2 separate regions of the Columba livia genome follow, and region 1 is linked to region 2. The links are chromatin contacts, called in public Hi-C maps. All regions are on one chromosome and are shown on one strand. Each heading gives the region's core, a stretch centred on a gene start, on an enhancer-like site or on the middle of the called end of the contact. The rest is flanking DNA. Distances are from core to core; before and after follow the strand shown. Region 1 holds the start of ARL3 (ADP ribosylation factor like GTPase 3). Region 2 overlaps CNNM2 (cyclin and CBS domain divalent metal cation transport mediator 2).

Region 1 (5,199 bases), core at 433-2,932, 190 kb before region 2:
AAGTTCATCATTCAACTTTACCTCAACCTCAACTCAGAAGGCACTACATCCTCACCACCCCGCCCATCTCCCAGCATTGACCTCCACCCTAACCAGATCCTTTGCTGCACCCAAGACCCAAATTCCTCCTTTCAGTCCACATTGCTCACTGTCAATTCATTCCTCCCAGTGAATGATTCTTTCCTCCCCAGGTACTCTCTTTAACTCATCAGCATCAAAACTTCACTTCCAGCCTTTCCCATGGTGTATTCTTATCTCTTCTTTTCAGCACAGACTGTCCCTCATCTCTCCAGCCCCTGGCAGAACCCCCCAGAGCAAACAACATCTCAGCAAACTACTCTAGCTGGCCAATGTTGACCGGGTTTTCTCTGTGACTCGCCAGTCTGTTCATCCCACCCAACGGGCAGGCTTCTTTCTGGCTCTGAGGACTCTGCCTCAGCCCAGTCCATCCCTGAACACCCAACCCCTTCATCCAGCCTTTCTTTGCCATGACTGAACTCCCCTTCTAAGGCAGTTTGTCAACAACCAGCCCTTCCACATCAGCAAGCTCTCCTATAGCCAGGATCCAAGACCTTGGGGTGGCCACCTCCCACCTTGGCTGGATTGTCCAATGTCCCTTCACAGTCACAGATGCTGCCAGGCCCTCCATGGTACTCAGCCCCTGAACAGTGTCCTCCATCCTTGCCAGGTTTCTCCATCGTTCCTTCCTTCCTCAGGCCAAATGGGCCACTGCCACCCTGCTCCCTAGCCCTCCTGAGCACCCAACGCTCCATCACACCTTCAGCACCTTGACTGAATCAACTCTGATGTAGCTGAAGATGTCCCTGCTCATTGCACGGGGGTTGGACTAGATGAGCTTGAAGGTGTCTTCCAACCCAAACAGTTCTATGACACTATAACTCCAGGCAGGCTGATCTCCCCTCAGCACTGCCCCCCCAAATCCCCTAACATCCTAAAGCCTCCCAGCCCCCACCAGGACTCAACTCAACCCCATTCTTTGGGTCCCACATAGCCTCCAGCTCCTGACAGAACCCCAGCCAGGGTCTCCCGTGGCTGGAAGCCCCAAATTTACACTGTCCCCAACCCCAGCGGTATGGCTTTGCCTAGGTGTCCCCGGACCCCGTGGACCCAGGCCCCTGTGCCCTCCTGACTATAAGCCACTGTCTAACCAGGTCCCTGGTGCCCCAACTCCTCCACACTATCCCCCGTGGGCAACCTCAGTGCCTGTGATCCCAGGCCTGCCAGATCCCCCAGGTGGCTATCACCAGCCCTCATGGTCCCAGGCTTGCCAGATCGCCTCCCGTGGATCCCGTCCGGGCACGACGGCCCCATGGTCCGCGAGATCCCCGGGTGGGTGTCTCAGATCCCACGACCCCACGCTCCCCCGGGGCGGGCACCCCCGGCCTCAGGCCTGCCGGGCCCCTCAGGTGGGCATCGCCGGCCCTCCGCTGCCCGGCGGGCCCAGGCTGCCCCGGGCCTTCTGCCCATCCCGGCGGGCCGCGCGTCCCCGCCGCGCTCCCCCCGGCGCCCCCCGCCCCACTCACCATCCTCTGCGCGGCCCCGGGGTTACCATGGGCAACTGCGTCACACACACGCCGCCGCTACGTACAGCGTCAGCGCTTCCCGCCGTACGTACGGAACGTGCCGACGGTGGGCGGAGGGGCGGGGCTAGCTGCTGGCCGTGGCACTAGGCCCCGCCCCCTCAGCCAGCGCATGCCTACAAAGGGCCGCCCTGCCGGGAGGGGACGGGTGTGGTTGTGGGGGTGTTTGTGATTGGCTGAAGCTGTCCACGTGTCGCTAGGGTCGCGTGGGTGAGGGACCGGGGGCCTGCAGGTAGCGCCACGTGGGACCGCGCCACGGCGCGCGGGGCGGGAGTGCCGTGGCGGGGGCGCGGTGCTGCTGGCGGGCCGGGTGTGGCAGCGCCGTGCAGCACTACGGGCCGGGCTGGGCCAAGGGAGGCGTGCAGTGGAGCGCCACGCCACGCCACGCCGCGCTGCACGCTCCCCACGCTGCTATGGGAACCGTGCAGTGCGGCGCCACGGAGGATGCGGTACAACGGTGTGGGGGAGAGTGTGACAGAGTCACAGGAGTGTGTCGTCGGTGTTACGGAGAACATGCAGTGCAGCAGCAGTGCCATGAGAGGGTGCAGTGTAGTGCGGAACAGTGCAGTGGAGCGCCACGGGGGATGCGGTGGGGCTGTGCAGTGCAGTCACTGGAGGGCGCTGTGCCACAGTGGGTACAGGCAGTGTTCGGGGAGGGGCTGCAGCGCAGCATTGGAGGGTGCAGTCTACTGCCATGGGGGCATGCAGTGACGTTGAGGGACACAGCACAGCACAGTGCAGGGGATGCAGTGACATGCTATGTGTGTGGGGGGGTTGCAGTGCGGTGCCCCAGCGGGGAGCACTCACAGGGCAGGGCCATGCAGCCTTGGCGGAGGAGGAGCTGGGCCCTGCAGTGTTGTGCAGCACAGTCCCACCCCCAGGAATGGGTGCCAGGTGCTGGGGATACAGGTAGGGAATACATGCAGGGAGGGTGGGGTGTGAAGGAACAGCCTTGCTGTGTCAGGCTTTCAGCTGATAGCAGGGGTGCAGGAGGCTCCTGGGCTCAGAGCTGCTCAAAGTCCAACTTTCCCATTAAATATAAACATGCTATGGTTCTTGCCCAGTTAATTGCTCCTGTGGCCACAGCAGCCTCACACCTGGCAGGCAAGCGAGGCAGGATCCTCCTGAGCCACTCTCTCCCCCTGCCCAGACCTGTGCTGAAATGGCCACTGTCCCCAATGGTTTCAACATTGACACCCCACGCTGGGACCAGAGCACCTTCATGGGGCGCCTGAAGCATTTCTTCAATATCACCGACCCGCGGACCGTGCTGGTGCCGGAGGAGGAGCTAGACCGGGCCAAGGCCCTTGTGGAAGGCTGCAGGTGAGGGGCAGGGGTGCAGCTGGGGCAGGTGCCATCCCTCTGCCTGCGGCCATACCCGATCACCCTGTGTGGTGATGGAGGTGGTCATTCACAAGGGGGTGTGCTGGGATGTAACATCTGTTGGAGGTGGTTTGGGGGAATTTTTTCCAGGCTTCTGGGAGCCTCAAGCTGGAACAAGTTTCCTCTGCCTTTTATGTTTGGTGCCCTGGGCTCCATGCCCTGGCAGCGCCAGGTGCCAGTGGGTCTGCATGACAATTGCCAACGGGCTCTGGGCTTGCAGGGCTGGGCTGGTGCCACCGGGAAGCAGCCAGGAGCAGCTGCTCTACGCCAAGAAGCTGTATGACTCGGCCTTCCACCCCGACAGCGGTGAGAAGATGAACCTCATTGGGAGGATGTCCTTCCAGGTGCCCGGGGGCATGGCCCTCACTGGCTGCATGCTCCAGTTCTATCGGTGAGCCCCTGGGGATGCTGGGCCCTGACAGCCCACAGCCCCTCAAAGGGTTCCCAATGGCTGAGGCATGGCCAGTGTGCCTCCTCTGGGGCTGGCTGTCCCTGTGCCTGATCCCCGGTGCTGAGCCTGTGACAGAAACATTGTGGGTCTTCCTGGTCCCTGGTGTGGCTGGGGACGGTCTGTCTTCACCTTGCGCTCTCAGCTCAGCACTTCCCAGGACGCTTGTAATGATTAACATGGCCAAGCCATGCATCACCTTTGCTCTTGCTCCATGGACCATAACAGCTGCCAAAACTGGGGACTAAACGTGCTGCCAGGCCAGGCTGCTACAGCATCCACAGCTCATGCCAACAGCCCCCTGCATTCCCCTTCCGAAATGGCTGCTGGGGTGTGAGCGATCCTCCCCGATGCAGAGCATGTGTGGGACGGACACTGCTTTTCCCAGTGGATCCCCATCCCACCCCTGTTTGCTGGTGAGGTCCAGCCTGGGTGAGGCATCTTCCAGTGCTGCTGGGTCACCCTCTTCCCAGCCCATCTCCACCCTCCCACATCCCAAATCGTGCTCAGACCCACATCACTCCGTTTCCCCTCCTGAAACACCTCAGTGTCCCTGGGACACCAGTAGGAGCCCAGGTGTCCCAATCAGCCCCAGAGCCACTTCTTTCCCTGTGTGCCCCCTCCTTTCCACTCCCATTGACAAAGGCTTATCTCAACCCAGCAGGGTGGCTGCTGCCCCACTAAGAGCTGCATCTCCCACCCATAGCTGAGAGCCCCACAGGGCTGGGCCCCCTTGTGTGTTCCCCAAAGCCCCACAGCAGCCAGGACTCCTGGGGTCATTTCCCAGCTCTGCCACTGGCTCATGGCTTTGTTGTGGTGCCTCAGTTTCCCTTGAGTGACACCAGAGGCATCTTGGCTGTCCCCCGGGCAAGCTTGGCCACAGGCACAAGCCATGTATCTCTGGTGGCCCTTGGGCATTCTCTTAGTCCATTCCCTCTGCAGGACGGTGCCTGCTGTGGTTTTCTGGCAGTGGGTGAACCAGTCCTTCAACGCCGTCGTCAACTATACCAACCGCAATGCCGCCTCCCCCATCTCGCTGAGGTGAGTATGGTCCTGTGTGGGACAGGGACCCTCTGTGCCAGGACCCCCCTGAAGCCCCATAAAGACCCCTCATACCCTGTCTTGGGCACCAAAGGAACAGGATCAATGAGTTTGTTTTTTCTCTCTCTTGTTTGGAAATTGCTGTCCAGGCAAATTGGGGTGGCTTATGTCATGGCCACCAGTACAGCCCTGGCCACTGCGGTGGGACTCAACCTCTACACCAAGGTATGCTGGGAGTGGACTGGCTGGGGTAACTGCCCACATGCCCTCTCCCGCACTGATGCCAGCCTGTCTCCCACAGCGAGCGCCCCCCTTGCTGGCCCGATGGGTTCCCTTCGCAGCCGTGGCTGCTGCCAACTGTGTCAATCTCCCCTTGATGCGGCAGCAGTAAGTGTCAGTTGTGGCCAGGGCGCTCAAAGGACCTGGCTTCCTCCAAAGGCAAGCCAGTGGCAGCCAGGCTCTGGGGCTCCCTGGCTGCTCTGCCAGTTTCCCATCGTGGGGGCTGGAGGGAGTGGGAGGATGAGAGGGAGGTGAGCCAGGGTCCGTGCATTCATGGTGCTGGTTCTCTGGTGGAGGGTGTGGGGTGGGGCGGCTCAGCCTCCGCGTGGAGCAGGACGGGGATTTTGGGGTGAGGATAGCCATTCTGTGGTCTGGGCTGGAAGATCCCGCAGACCCAAAGGCCTTCTGCATGTGATGATGGGAGAGCCCCAGTCCATGATGTCCTGG
Region 2 (5,113 bases), core at 1,873-4,372:
CCCTAATTAATTGTTTTGTTTTGTTTGGGTTTTTTTGGGTTTTTTTGTGTCCTCCCACTAAAATGGGCTTTAACACAAAGGATCTATTTAAAGCACTACTCTTTTATTTTCCCGTGAAGGCTGTTGTGGTTTCTAGTTAATGTTTGTGCAAGACTGTAAGCTCTCTGGTTTAAAGGCAAAGAATCACCATATTCCCTGTGGTTATGCTGATACTTTCACTCTTTTCCTTGAGGGTCTGGATGAGTTTCATGTGGCTGCGTTAAATGAATGTTAGTTATTGGGTTCCCTTCCCGAATACACATAAAATATATATTAAAAAATTGTTTGTTTTGCTGCTGAAAAGAGGAGGATCTAAAAAGCCTAGTCTAAATCTAGATAATGCAGTAGTTTTGAGTTTCTCTTGAATCTGTGAACGGTGTTGTGTTGTGAACCCGAAGGCACTGCACACCAGTTAGTGTGGTGGGGAGAAAGCACCAGTCTGATTTCCTCATTGAAAATAATCAAGGTGCAAAAGCAAACAGTGTGAATACAAACTTCTGCTAATAGAAGAGAGATTTAATGTCCTTGAACTGTGCTGCAGAACAGAAATTTAGGAAAACACTTGTTACATAGGTATAATGGCTTGCAAGCCAGTGCTATTCTAGTGGGAGTTGTTTTTAATGGTTAAATTATACAATGCATTTTAAAATTGATTGTTTTGCATAATACATTGTTGAACCTCTGAATCTCACTGGCAGACCAAATTGTTTACCTTCATAGAAAACAGTCAAAACCAAAACAGTTGCATAAAAATAACCCAGGAGATTAGTTACCAAATTCAAGGGCAGCTAAACACCTCCTGGGATTTTTCTCCGTGTCATTGTAGGCACATTAAACAGGTTGTAGCTTAATGTTCCAGTGCACTCACCAACAGCAAATGGACTCAGATTACTGGTTTTGACAAAAATGGATTAGCCTGATTCTAATTTTACCACAAAATGACTTAACGGGAATCTTCTGCTTTATAAATGCTTACCATAGGTTTGATTTAGCACAGATTTTTTTTTAACAGAAGGAAGCTGAGGGCCTTCAGTGAGATTTGCTTCTTGCATGGGGAAAATAACACATGGAAAGGTTCTCAGTTACTGGATTCATAAACCTCCTTCTGCAGAAATAGAAACATCTCTAGTTGCTTACTCATGATATAAGCTTATACACGTCACGTATAGGTTGTTGCTCACTGCTCAGAGTTATGTGTCTGCTCTTGGACTGCTCGCTTCCCAAGGTCATTCTTTTGCTCTGAAGCTGTGCCAGCACTATTATAGTTTTCTGCAGCATAGTCTGGCTAGTAGTGTCATTTCGCTATTACTTTTGGTCATGTACAAGCCTGTATTGTGGCATTCCAGATCAGTAAAACTTGCCATCTTTACATATCATCCTTCTGTACTGAAAAATTTGCTATTTTTTTAGGTGCCTAAGCAGAAATTCAGGAACAAAAAGTCTGAAATGAAGTTTGGGATGGGATTTCCATCAGGCCTCACCCTTCGAAGTCTCTTAGAATCACAGGATAATTTATAAAGGGACTTCTGGAGGCCATCTGGTCCAACCCCCTCTTCAGGGCAGTCTACCTTTGAAGTTGGCTCAGGTCACTGAGTTTTGAATACCTCCAAAGGTGGAGATTTCACAGCCCCCTGGGCCCCTATTCCAACATTTGACCACCCTCATGGGGAACAAGTTTTCCTTATCTATGCAGTTGGTTTTCATTGCTGCAAGGGTGTGCCACTGGCTGGTGTAGCTTGTCTACCAGGACCTCAGGGTCCTGTTCTGCAGACCCAGTCATTCAGCCCCCAGTACAAATGCACAGGGCTGATTTTGTCCAGATTCGTGACTTTGTGTTTGCATTTATTGCATTTCATAATGTTCTCGTTAGCCCGTTTTTCCTCTCATGTGTCTGTGGGGAAGTGGCATGTGAGAGTGGGCTGGGCACAGATCTATCCATGCAGACAGGACCCTCTGTGCTGACTAGAGCAGATGTTGAACTTGATCGGATGTTTTCATCTCTAGTTTGAACTGCATGGCAATATTCTTGAGATCCTTACTCTACATGTATAAGTACCCCAGGATCAAAGCGTGAAATATTTTTTTCTTATTTCTTTTTTCAAGGAATGCTCAAGGTACTGTAAAAGAATCAGTATTTCAAGCATTTCTTCCAGTGCTGTTCTGCATGGTCAGTCAATCACATGGACTCTCTCAAGCTCATTCTAGGTTCACTGACTCATGCGGATTTCACTAAGCATCTTCATGCTTCTTAATTAGCGTAATAAATTAATCAGAAGTTGTGGTACAGAGCAAAATCCAAGCTGAGCAGCAAGAGTTTGAGCAATGGGATGAGACTGGATTTGCTTTTAACAAAACTCCTTGGTCCTTTAGTTGCCCATGAATGCAACTGAGCAATTAGCGTTTGCCACGACTCATCTGAAGCTGTGTGCGTGTATAAGCTCCAGAGGCTCTGACTGATGTTACCCACTCTTGCTGTTGGTGGGGAAGCTGAGGCAGAAAGCAAGTGCTGCCTGCCCGTGGCCACAGAGGAGCTGTGGGACAGAGCACTGCCCCCAGTTCTGTCCCGGTGCTGCTTATTGCACGTCCCTCAGGTCATTTCTGCCGCTGTCATCAGATCTGGCCGTGCTGCAGAGCCGCCTGCTTCCTCAGTCTCGCTGCATCAACACTTAACATGACTGATTAAAGAAAGATTAATGCCATAGATGTAGTGTGGTTAGACACCGTGGCCGAAAAATCAGTGAAGTATTGAAATTATTTATATATTTTTCCATGTATGCTTGCTCTCTCTCAGTTCAATTCGTGTTCTGCTCTCGAAGCTGTAGGAATAATATAGGCAGTCCAGGTTTCCTTACCTAGACGTTTAATTTGTTCAACTCCTTGTTGAATATGTGTTGTATGTCCTTAGCAGTGGAAAATACAGTTGAAACTTCACTTTCTCAGCTGAATAAAACAACAATATGACAAATACCAGTGGACTGATAAAGTCTTTGAATAAAGCTGTAGCCAATTTCTATTTAAAACACTCAGAGGAGTCATTACTTTACTTGCAGGCCTTTTTTAAAGCAGGGCACATGCTGTGTTGTGCTCTTTTACGACGTGTAAAGAACTCCTTGCACTCCTCTGGCTTTTCCTTTAGCCTTTTCTGCCTTGATTACTTCCATACATGGAGGGTGTTTCGCAGTCACCTGCGCAGCAGTATGAGAGGGCAGCCAGTCCAGGAATGCATCCTCATGCCACCTCTGTCAACAGTGTTGATGCACGTTCCGCTGTTTGGTGATTTCTGGCAAATTACTGGATCTGGGTCAAAATTAGCTGACAAAGGCCCAAGAAATGTAATTTTCAGCTCTGGTCTGCTGTGTCAAGTGACTGCATGAGCATTGGAGCCAGTGCAGAAGGAGACACTGGGAGCAGAAGGCAGCCTTTTACGGGTAGCCCCATGAGATTACCTTAAATTCATCTGACCTCAGCGAAGTGGTGGGTTCGTGAAAGTCATGAAACTTGATAGTCAAGAGGGAACAAAGGTTCATGTCAGCCTGCACGTGGATAATTTATCTTTTTTCAACAGATAAACTCTCTGCAACATGTAGTTTTAATAATGAGGGTAGAGCTGAACATCGGTGTTACCCACCAAAGAGTCTTATGACATTTGAAACTAAGACGACTTTCAAGGGTCTTGATACTTTGGGTGATAAATAAAAAAAACCCTAAAAATCAGAGATCATGGCAGAGCCAGAAAAAAATGTTTCTAGCCTTCTTTTTCTTTATAGAAAGTGCAAAATGTTGGATAGATGCCCATAACTAATTCCTTATCAGCTCACTTTGCATAAGAGATCAGTAGTGAGTACAGACTTTGGCCACTGGTCTCATGATCGTGACTCTTGCTCAGATCAGAGTGCTGTGGCCACTGAAATGGGGAGAGTGTAACGTATTTTAAATTCTTGATGAGGACCACACCCCAATGGAGAGGGCAGGTAACTGGTTTTGTGGCTGAAAGTCATGCACAGCTTCCCGTGGTGGTGCAGCCCCTCAGCTCCTTTCCCAGTTCCATAAATCTCTCCCGTTGCTTGTAGATGTGTCCAGGACTCTACTGTTAGAAGGACTGTCCTTTTCAAAATGTAGAATTTTATCACCTAGTTCAGCTTTATCTTAGGCAGTGCAGAAGCAGAGGAGAGGGCTGTAATTTAGTGATTCTGACTAAAGCTGAAACAACGAGTTTGATAGCATTGTTTGTTTGTTTGTTTTTGAACTTTGCCTACTTCTACAGATCTGAGCACTCCTACCATTTCCTAATGTGTGTGAATGGTGATCCTCGGGAATTCGCATCTGAATAAGCATGTGCAAGCCAGCTGCTCTGGTCTGCGATAGAAAGCTTCTTGAAGGAGTTATGTCTTTTGACTTGAAAACAAATATACTAATATCTGAGCAGGCTCTGGGAAATAAATTACAATATTTTTGTTTGCCCATGTGACAGTTTTTTGTGCTACATTTGTCCTTGAGCGTCATCATATTTGAAGGATGTAATTGGAGTAAGGTATTAAAGGAGAACAGCAATGGTAATAGTACTTAGGTCTTTCATCTTTGTATTAAGTCACCTTTTTTTTTTTTTCTTTTAATGCTGTTCATTGAGTGTTAAAAAGAGCTGGAAGTGTTACAAGGAATGCAAAGAAATAAAACCTGGCAGAGTGAAAGACTTTCAGTACAATATGAAAGTTGATCCTTTAAAATCACAAATCTTCTTTCTCTTAATTCACTGTAGAATAAGGTCTCCTCAAGATAAGACTCAGCAGTGCTGTGGAGTTGGTATTTAAAGTATGTCCATCTGCATCTAAACGAGTAGCTCCAAGACAATCAGATTATGCAGTAGTTACTTTGGTGAGAATATCGCCTAAGTGGAATGGAAACTTCATTTTGAGTCTAATATTAGACCCTGCTTTGGAAAATTCCTTTTAAATGATCACAAGCTGGGAATAGCAAAAGAATTTAACTTTCGACAGACAGCATTCACCAAGAATTTGTTTTTAACTGCTTATGTTGGGTCCCTGGGAAAGCAGATGTGAAAAACTTACCAAAGTGA

Evidence for each region. A called contact is a pair of places that touch in the nucleus more often than the background predicts.
Region 1: a Hi-C map of liver shows a contact between it and region 2, with 2.9 times the contacts expected there. The contact joins the promoter of ARL3 here to the enhancer-like site in region 2. A contact is called at or near these places in 2 of 2 Hi-C or Micro-C datasets (crop and liver).

What each region holds. Positions count from the first base shown.
Region 1 is chr6:14,104,413-14,109,611 of bColLiv1.pat.W.v2, reverse strand. It overlaps ARL3 (ADP ribosylation factor like GTPase 3), which reads right to left and starts at 1,682. Exons shown (of 7, transcript XM_065067152.1): 1 at 1,545-1,682. The coding sequence starts at 1,547. It overlaps SFXN2 (sideroflexin 2), which reads left to right. Exons shown (of 14, transcript XM_021295907.2): 4 at 2,752-2,924; 5 at 3,205-3,375; 6 at 4,375-4,473; 7 at 4,623-4,698; 8 at 4,775-4,860. The coding sequence starts at 2,764.
Region 2 is chr6:13,920,145-13,925,257 of bColLiv1.pat.W.v2, reverse strand. The region is part of intron 1 of CNNM2 (cyclin and CBS domain divalent metal cation transport mediator 2); the gene reads left to right. Among named protein-coding and RNA genes, the nearest start is that of CNNM2, 93 kb to the left of the region's middle. Within about 2 kb of position 3,122, at least 2 of the 3 cell types and tissues checked have an H3K27ac peak away from gene starts, as active enhancers do.